Linked DNA regions of Sus scrofa: region 2 is linked to region 1. The links are chromatin contacts, called in public HiChIP or PLAC-seq maps. All regions are on one chromosome and are shown on one strand. The core of a region is the stretch at or near the end of the contact, and the rest is flanking DNA. Distances in the headings are between cores, read along the strand shown. Region 1 holds the start of PGM5 (phosphoglucomutase-like protein 5). Region 2 holds the start of FXN (frataxin, mitochondrial).

Region 1 (4,586 bases), core at 727-3,226:
AACAAAAAATGAGCAAATAAAAAAGGAGAGGGTTGGAATAGAGGGAGGGAATTCAAAAGCTGGATAATTGTTTGGTTTCACTTTTTTAAATGTTCACACCCATTTATACATCTGCAGAGGTTTCACTTAAAAGTTCTATGTGTGTGGTTCTGAAGACATTAACAAGGCTGAAAGTCCTATTTTAGACAATGTTTCCCACAGAGATTTCAGGAATCCCTGAAGTTAGGTGTCCCTCTTGAGATGTTGCTGGCTTTGGAAAGGAGGAAACCAGGGAAGGGGGACATACCAAAAGGTCGGTCCAGTTGTACGATAGGCAGAAAGGAGGGAGGAAAAACCCAAGGTCTGAGAATCATATCCCGAAAGAAGACTGCAAAGGTCTTGGGAGAAGGGAGAGGAAATGAGGATGAAAACTGCAAAGGTGAAGAGGCACAAAATACTATCAACTGCCAAAGGGCATCTTGGAGAGAAGTTGGGAACTGCTTAAAGAAAGGCATTGCAAATCTCGTTTCTGACCATTTAAGAGATGTGCCTCCCCTCCTGGGACCTGAAAGCCCAGGCTGCAGAGCTTCACGCTGATTCCCGCCCCATCCCTTCCCTAATCAAATTAATCTCGAAATAACTCCACGAGGTTAACGACCCAATAATATTAAAAACTTTCAGGGTCCACGCTTGCCAAAAATGTCAGGGATCAACACTGGGGTGTGTGTGCGTGTGTGTGTGTGTGTGTTGAAATTTAGCGGAGCCAAGATTTAGGGTGGAAGAAGATGATTGCAAATAGGCTACAAGGGGGGGTAAAAACTATGTTGGTAGCGGGAGGGTAGGGCAAGCGGTAAGAGCAAGTATTTGTAAAGAGCTGGCGAGGAGAAAGACGAAAAGAACCGCGAGCAGGTGTGGGACGTGCGCATAGTCCAGGGAGATTCAGGGAGCTGCGGCAGGTTCAGGATGCCCGGCGGGGCACAAAGAGGGTCGCGGAACTCCTAAGGCCTTTCGGGGCGGCGGACACGATCTATCCCGGGTGTGCGGGGCGCGCTGGGGAGGCTGCGGGGAGCGGCGGTGGCGGGACGCGGGCAGAGAAGACCTGGGGGAGCGGCGAGCCCGAGAGCGGGGTTGAGGAAGGGAGGTCGGCTGGGGGCCGGCAGGGCGAGAAGGGGGCAAGGCAGACTCGAGGGGAGGCCGGGTCACTCACCCCGTTGGCCGCGGCCATCTGCACCACGATCTCTGTGGCCGTCCTGCTGAAGTACCTGCCGTCGCTGCCCACCACCATGGTGCAGCCCTGGCGGTCGCGCAGGTCGATGGACGACAGCACGCTCTGGATGAAGTTGGGCAGGTAGTTGCGCTGGCCCTCGAAGAGTCCGGTGGGCCGCCGCAGCCCCCCGCCGCCGGCCGGCCGCTGGTCTTCGTAGGGCGCCGTGGGCACCGTCAGCACTGGGATGGGGCTCCCTTCCATGGCGCCTCCTGGCCGGTCCTGCCGCGGCTCCGGGAGCCGGAGGGAATCTGCAGGCCACCGGGGCCCCCACCAGCCTGGCCGCACGCCCGGGCTCCGCCTCGCGCCGCGGCCCCCTCCGCCGCCGCGCGGCGCCCCGCGCCCTCCCGCCGCGCCGACCGCTCCTCCCTCCGCACGCGGCCCCTAGCTGCCCGGGCAGAGTTCGGCCTCTACCTTCCAAGAAAGTTTGCTCCCGCCCAACTTCCTCTCAGTCCGAAGCGCCAGAGGTGCCGCAGTTTCTTCCCTGAGCTGGACTCACTTTCAGAGTGTCCCCTTCTCAGAGCCAGCTACCCCGACCCCAGGGGCGCCTCCTCGCGCGCCTGGCCCGAGCCTTCCTCGGCGATAGCTTCTCTCCCAGGCACACCCTCCGCTAGAAAACAGACTGGGGGTGTTGAGAGCTAGAGCAGGATTGGGGGGTCCTCGCCCGCACCCGCAGTCCCTCTCCCTTCCCTCCCGCAGCCCGGCCTCCTAGCCTCCCTGGAAATGAGCGGTTTACACGCACCAGTTTCTCTTTTGAACAAGGACAGGGGAGGGAATTGGGTGGGGGCTGAAACCTTTTGCCATCAGGGAACAGCCCCGGCCAAAAATAACCCTGGAAAGGCGAGCTGAGAATTGTTATCTTCTGCCAGCGCTGAAATTGGAGGCTGGGCACTGCGAGTGTGTCTGTGTGTGTGGACACACACCCCACCATGACCATTTGTTGCAGGGAATCACACACTGTCAGGCCCTTCAATCCAGCGGGACCCACCCAGCCATCCACACTTTTCCCCAACTCTCTGAAGGCAGCACACGTCTCCGGATGAAAACTTTTTTGTTTGTTTGTTTGGCTTGTTTGTCGTGGTAGTTAAAACGGCAGCAGCAACACAGACGCACAGAGAAGTATTTCCTTATTCTGCTTGCCCTTCTCACCCTCCCTAGTCCAGCTCCTGCTTGGAACCAGGCTATCCTACACTGAACTTGTCCACACTGGCTCCTACCAGGATTCATCGCTTTCACTTGGAGGAAGGCAAAGCCCTTTATACCAGGAATGAATGGACAAACCCGAATTAAACAAGGACAGAGAACCAGGAACTGGGCTTGGTCCTTTCACATGCATTCTCATCTCTCTGTAAAGTCCACCAAAATTCCCAAATCAAGAAATTCCCCATAGAAAATAGGTGTGAAGAGAGAACAGGCTAAAAGGATAAAGCCCCAAAAGGTAAGAAATAATTCTTATTTTTGCTTCTGTCTCCTTTGACTCCCAAAGCATTTTTGCACCAACTAAAGTCACTAAAATCTCCTGCTGCTTCCCCTCCAAACAGTGTGCACTTTCTGAGACTAATGTTGACTTGCTGCAGGGTTATGAAGTGATAGTCATAAAATGACTGACTAATAGCTCACACTTATATGCATTTTTGCAGTTGATAAAAGGCTTTGCATCTGTTTTCTCTTTGGAGCATCAAAACAGCTAAAAGAAGTAGGAATGGCATTCATATCATTCCCATTTTAAGGATGAGAAAAAGGAGGCTTTCTATGAGGTTGAAGGAAGTGGCCAAGATGCACTTGCATTCAGTCCACATTCTTATATGATGCTTCCCCTTTCTATTTACATCATTAAAGTGTGAGATCATCAACTGAATCCAGTTGAGACATTTTAGCTTTTCTCAAACAGCAATGTTTTTAACGTGTGTACGTGTTGTTATTGTTTTAGTTCTACTCTATTTTCAGGCCCCCAAGAGTCCATTCCCCTGCAAAGTTCTTGACATTATGGTTGAGCAAGCCTTGTCTCAGCATCAAATAGAATATTAACATGTCTCAGAACCTGTGCATTTCTCTGTGGTGTGGGTTTTTTTATTTTTTTATTTCTTTCCTTTTTAGGGCCCCACCTACGACATATGGAAGTTCCCAGGCCAGCGGTCGAATGTGAGCTACAGCTGCCAGCCCACACCACAGCCACAACAACGTGGGATCCAAGTCGCCTCTGCAACCTACACCACAGCTCATGGCAATGCTGAATCCCCGACCCACTTAGCAAGGCCAGGGATCAAACCTGCAATCCTCATGGATCCTAGTCAGATTTGTTTCCACTGCACCACAATGGGAACCCCTTTTTTAATTTTATTGTAGTTGACTTACAAAGTTGTATTAATTTCAGGTGTACAGCAAAGTAAATCCGTTAAATATATACACATACATACATTCCTTTTCAGATTATTTTCCCATATATGTCATTACACAGTATTAAGTAGATTTCCCTGTGCTATACAGTAGGTCCTTGTTACCTATATATAGTAGTATGTGTGTTTCAATCCCACCCCCCTAATTTATCCCTCCCTTCCACGTGTCCCCTTCACTAACCATAAGTTTGTTTTCAAAATCCTTGAATCTGTTTCTGTTTTGTAAGTTCTTTTGTATCATTTTTATTAGATTCCGCATTTAGTGATCTCATATACTATTTGTCTTTGACTGATTTAGTATTGTAATTTCTAGGTTTATCCATGTTGCGGCAAATAGCATTATTTCATTCTTTTTTATAGCTGAGTAATATTCCATTGTAATATATATACCACATCGTCTTTATCCAATCTTCTGTTGATGGACATTGAGGTTGCTTCCATATCTTGACTATCATAGACAGTGCTGCAATGAACGCTGGAGTGCAGGATTTTTAAAATCACATTCTAATAACACTTCGAGGAAAGATGGTATCATTCCCAGAAGAGAAGGTGACAAGTCCTCTGTCACAGTAAAGAAGAAAAGGACGTAGCCTCCAAGCCTTAACCTGAAGGTCTCCAGGACTCCACCTCTCCACTTCCAGGACTTGCCTCTCTGTACATCACCATCATTCTCTCCTACCACAGCCTAGCTCCATCCTCAGAGCTGAGGACAAGTCAGGCACATGACAGACAAGATTTTACAGCTTTACCAGCCAAGAAGAAAGCTTTGTCCCTTGGTTCTAATCCCCAAATTTCCAAAGACTCTGATTGGTCCAGTTGGAGGCGGTGCACCCAACCACATAGCAGGAACCCCACAGTGAAAACGAAAACAGTTCCTCCAAAGTCGGGGGTGCTGGTCCCCAGAGAGAGGTGAAATGGGTAACCAAACCATAGTTAACACTTTCACT
Region 2 (4,586 bases), core at 1,183-3,682, 780 kb before region 1:
CTATATTTTTTTTATTTTTTGTCTTTTTAGGGCCGCATGCACGGCATATGGAGGTTCCCAGGCTAGGGGTTGAATTGGAGCTGTAGCTGCTGGCCTAAGCCACAGCCACAGCCACACGGGATCCTTAACCCACTGAGCAAGGCCAGGGATTGAACCTGTGTCTTCACGATGCTAGTCAGATTTGTTTCCTCTGAGCCACGATGGGAACTCCTTGATGTCTGTTTTGAAGCAGGTCAGCAGAAGTGTGGGGAGGGAAGAGGTCAGAAACGAAAATCCTGTCCTTGCCCCAAAGAGTAGCTGTCTTTCTCTGCCTGAGGGAGGCAGATGGAGTTCATGGGGGGAAGGCGGTATCACGAGTGCTCCCCCAAAGCCACCCAGGTCACCCGGAGCCCTTGGACCATGTGTTGGCGGTATGTCTGCCTACTCAAGTCACCAGGGTTCAGTGATGCAGTCAGCTCAGCACAGGGCTGGCTCAAGGGAGACCTTGGAGGGAATACCAGATAGTTCTAGGCCCACAGGCTTGAGCTCAGGCCCTGGAACCACATGACCCAACAAAGGCAGAATCCTGCTGAGGCCTGGCCTGATGGCCAGCAGGGAGGCCAGCCTTCCCCCACGGGTCCCCTTGGTCCCCTGGGCCTTGTCAAACCACAAGCTTGAAGTGTGAATGGGTTGTCCTCCAGTACTGGGGAAGACGTAGCAGTACAACCACTCTTTGCATCAAGTGCGTGGAACGTTTGCCAGCCCCTCGCTCAGCAATGCCAGGCTGAAGACTTCACCCCAAAGGCAGTTCTGTCCACTCACAGGAATGCCCACTGCAGCACCACTGTAAGAGCAGCCTATAGGACTCAACCGGAGCCTGGACAAGGTGGAACATACTCACCCAACCGGCATGATCCAGCAGAGAAAGCAAATAAATGGACAGCGGCATGATCCAGCAGAGAAAGCAAATAAATGGACAGCTGTGTGCATCAACAAAATCTCAAAACTGACACTTGATCACAAGGAGCAAGTCTCAGCAGAATAAACACAGCAACAAGTCTGTGTTCTGCAGAAGGGAAGTGTGGGACCTGTGTGGCTATAACCGCCTAGTTTTCCTGAGAAGAGGGGAGATCCACGATCCCAACTTTGAGTGTTGGCAACCTACCCCAGTGTTTCTTCACAGAAGGCCAAATAACACATGCCAGTGGGAGGTTTAAGCGGAAAGTCCAAGTTCCGGAGCTCCACCAACACTGTGTGTTGGATTTCACCTGCCACCTCCATCACCAAGCCCATCCGGTCACCAGCCACTTAGAGCTGATCTCTAGTCCGCTGCCCAGGCCTTTGCCCACAAGGTCTTCTCCTGAAGGCCAGCACGGCTCCCTAACATCATCAGACCCGGATTAAACATCCTCCCAGGCAGCCTTAATCCCACAGCTTTTCTTTGGGCTTCCTCCTTTCTAGTCGTGGAGTAACTGGGTCAGATATTTCTTTTGTATCCTCGGGGGAAGAAAGTGAACTGCTGAAGACTTTATATATGTTAATTAAACCTCATGCCTGCTTGGCAAAATGGGAATCTCCTCTTCATGGAAAAGGAAGCCACGCCTCAGAGTTCCCAGGATCCCCCGAAGGGTCACCCACCATGTGGAGTCGAGGAAGGAGCTAGAATTTGGAACCCAGGCCCAATCTAAAAGCCCCGCTGCTCCAGTGACTGTGCTCTGAAAGCTTGACATCTTCACGTCGCTCGATGAAAGCATTTTTGTTCATAAAAGCCCATGCCTAAAAAAATCACTCTGATAGTATACATATTTATATAATATACTATTATATTGATATATATTTTATTGAAATAGTCCTATGTACTGGGTACTAATAGTACAGATAATATACATATAGGAATATTACAGTAACTAGCACTTAATTATTACTTAAGTTCTCGCAAAGAGGTGACAAGCTTAGAGTCACCCCTGGTCCCTAAGAGCCGACCCCGTGCACCTTCCCTGCCTTTGCCCGCGCAGTTCCCGCAGCTGAATTGCAGGAAAAAACAGTCTCTTTTCCCCGGAAAGCGGAAGCCAGTACAAAAGACTCTCTGAGAAACCAAGACTAGGGGTCTCACCGCAAGGTGCCGCCGCCTCCCGCCCCCGCCCGAACGCGGCCCCAAAGGAGCGGGTGCGAGCGCGCGTTCCCGGCGTGCGCGGCCTCCTTGTTCCGGCGTGTGGCCCTGTCGGCTGCCGGCGCAGATACTCACCGACTGGTTGCGTGCGCGGGCCGCGGCGGTCCCGGTGCGCAGACCCCGGCAGCCATAAGGCTGGGGATCTTTCGTCGGCCGCGGAGCCCCGGCGCGGGCCTGGGCAGAGCCTCGGGGCCCGGAGCGGGGAAGGAAGCCGGCAGCCGCTCGGCGTCCGAGCGTCCACATGTCCCTCGCGATCTGCAGCCGCTCCGCCCTCCTGCTCGGGGGAAGGCAGGCGCCACCTGGTGGTCACGGGTCGCAGCCGCAGGCGCGAGCTCCCCTTTTCTGTGGGCTTGGGAAACGGCCAGATGTTACACTTTAGGAAGAACTTGCCAGCCTTGCACCACCTCTGCATTTAACAAAAATAGAGAGGCTGCTTTGTGCAAGGCAGAGGGCTTATCCCTTGGGCAACATAGTGAATGCAATACTAAGGTCCCCAACTCCAAGACCAGCTTAGTGACCTGCTGCTCCAGAATTTTATGCAGAAAGGATTTGGGAACTGCAGTTTTGCTGTGAACTGGACGGAATTCAGGTCTTGAAGCTGCTTGGCCGCCCGTATAAATTATAGCAGAAGAGTGCAGACAGGAAACGGATTGCTTGGTTTAAATTTGAACTCTGCCTACTTCCTACCTGTGTGACCAGTGAGGAAGTTAATTAACCTCTCTGTGCCTCATCTGTAAAATGGGGTATAAAAGTCTCTACTTCATACGGTGGTTGTAAGGATAAAATGAGTTAATCCATGTAAAGTTTTCTTGGAAAGGCCCTTAATCCTGTTAAGCCCACAATAAATATTAATATGTTAATACATTTTAAAAGAAAATTCTAGGAGCTTCCGTTATGGCTCAGCAGAAACAAACCTGACAGTATCCTTGTGGATGTGGGTTCAATCCCTGGTTTTGCTCAGTGGGTTAAGGATCTGGTGTTGCAGTGAGCTGTGATGTAGGTCAAAGACGTGGATAGGATCTGGCATTGCTGTGGCTGTGGCATAGGCAGCTACGGCTCTGATTTGATTCCTAGCCTGGGAACTTCCATATGCTGCAGGTGAGGCCCTAAAAAGACCAAAAATAAGTAAGTAAAAATAAAAGAAAATTCTACTTAGTTTGTGTATTGCAAAGGAATACAAATTATGGAAGTTCTTTTATATTTGAATATATGCTTTAGAAAATGTCAACTATGCATACTAGAGAATATCATCTTTATGGGAAAGATAGTGGATAGAGGAGATACAAAGTGTCAAATTTCTTCCAAAGCCATCTCAGTATTTTATGAACAGAGGAGATAAAACATCTGTATAAATAGGATAATGACAAGTGTTAAAGAAGAACATGAACTACTGGGTGTTGGTGTTGCACGGGAGAGCATATACAAGTAGGGGTGGGGGCAATCAAGGACGTCGTCATGGAGGAAGTGGCAGGGCCTTGAAAAAATAGGGTAGAGGAAGTGGGATTTGACTGCCTATCTGACAGGGTATTCTTTTGGATCTGAGATGTTCTCCTGTATTCAATTAATTTTAAGCAGCCATATACTGAGCACCTGTTATGTATATGCCAGGCATGGAGAAGTCATTTCTCCCCCATAAAGTATGTGGAAATATTTATGATTGTCACAGTTGGGAGTAGGGTGCATGTGTGTGCTAACGGCATCAAGTGGGTAGAGCCCAGGTATACTGTTAGACATCCTGCTATGCATAGGAAGCCCCCCGCCCCCAACACAGAGTCATCCAGACCAAAATGTCAGTGGTGCCAAGTCTGAGAAGAACCCACTGAAGCCACATGGGAAGAATCCATTGGCGGCAAAGGGAAGTGTGTTGGTTGTTGGCCTTGGCCCCAGGCCCATCCTCACATACTCAGAATGTCAAAATATACTTAGAGAGTTGCACTCTGATTAACCAGCATGCTTAGCATGTTCTGGCATGGAAAGGGCCCAGGCACCTGCTCCAGCTCCTGGCAAAGTTGATACCACTGCCCTTGCCTTTTTGGCCAAGGAAACAGGCTCAGAGGAGCAGAGCAGAGAATATTAAAGCCTCCAAGAATTTGTCCTTCTCCAGATCCTGAGAGGTTGTCAAAGAGAATTGGGCTTACCAGATAAGAGGCTAAAGCCCCATGGCTATACACAGCTGTGGAGGGACCCTGTAGGACCCAGTGCCTTTAGGAATGCAAATTCTCAGGTCTTATCCAGACTCTAGGAGTAAGGCCCAGAAATCTGTGTTTTAATGAGACCTCCAGGGAAATCTAAAGTGCCCTGAGTTTTGAGAACCTGCAGTAGGGTACATTTTGAACACAAATGTGAATTAAGCCAGTGTCACAGAGTGATCTTTTTTTGTATGTGTATGTCTGCATCTGTGGCATGTGAAATTCCCAGGCCAGGGATTGAACCCATA

Evidence for each region. HiChIP or PLAC-seq counts read pairs in DNA pulled down with a chosen protein or histone mark.
Region 2: a contact with region 1 is called in an H3K27ac HiChIP or PLAC-seq map of skeletal muscle, with 6 times the contacts expected there. The contact joins the promoter of FXN here to the promoter of PGM5 in region 1. A contact is called at or near these places in 2 of 5 promoter capture datasets (fetal liver and fetal skeletal muscle) and 1 of 2 datasets of contacts at active chromatin or transcription factors (skeletal muscle).

Annotation. Positions count from the first base shown.
Region 1 is chr1:221,631,906-221,636,491 of Sscrofa11.1, reverse strand. PGM5 (phosphoglucomutase-like protein 5) reads right to left here and starts at 1,976. Exons shown (of 11, transcript XM_003121933.6): 1 at 1,187-1,976. The coding sequence starts at 1,447.
Region 2 is chr1:222,410,331-222,414,916 of Sscrofa11.1, reverse strand. It overlaps FXN (frataxin, mitochondrial), which reads right to left and starts at 2,432. Exons shown (of 7, transcript XM_021064638.1): 1 at 2,225-2,432. The coding sequence starts at 2,392.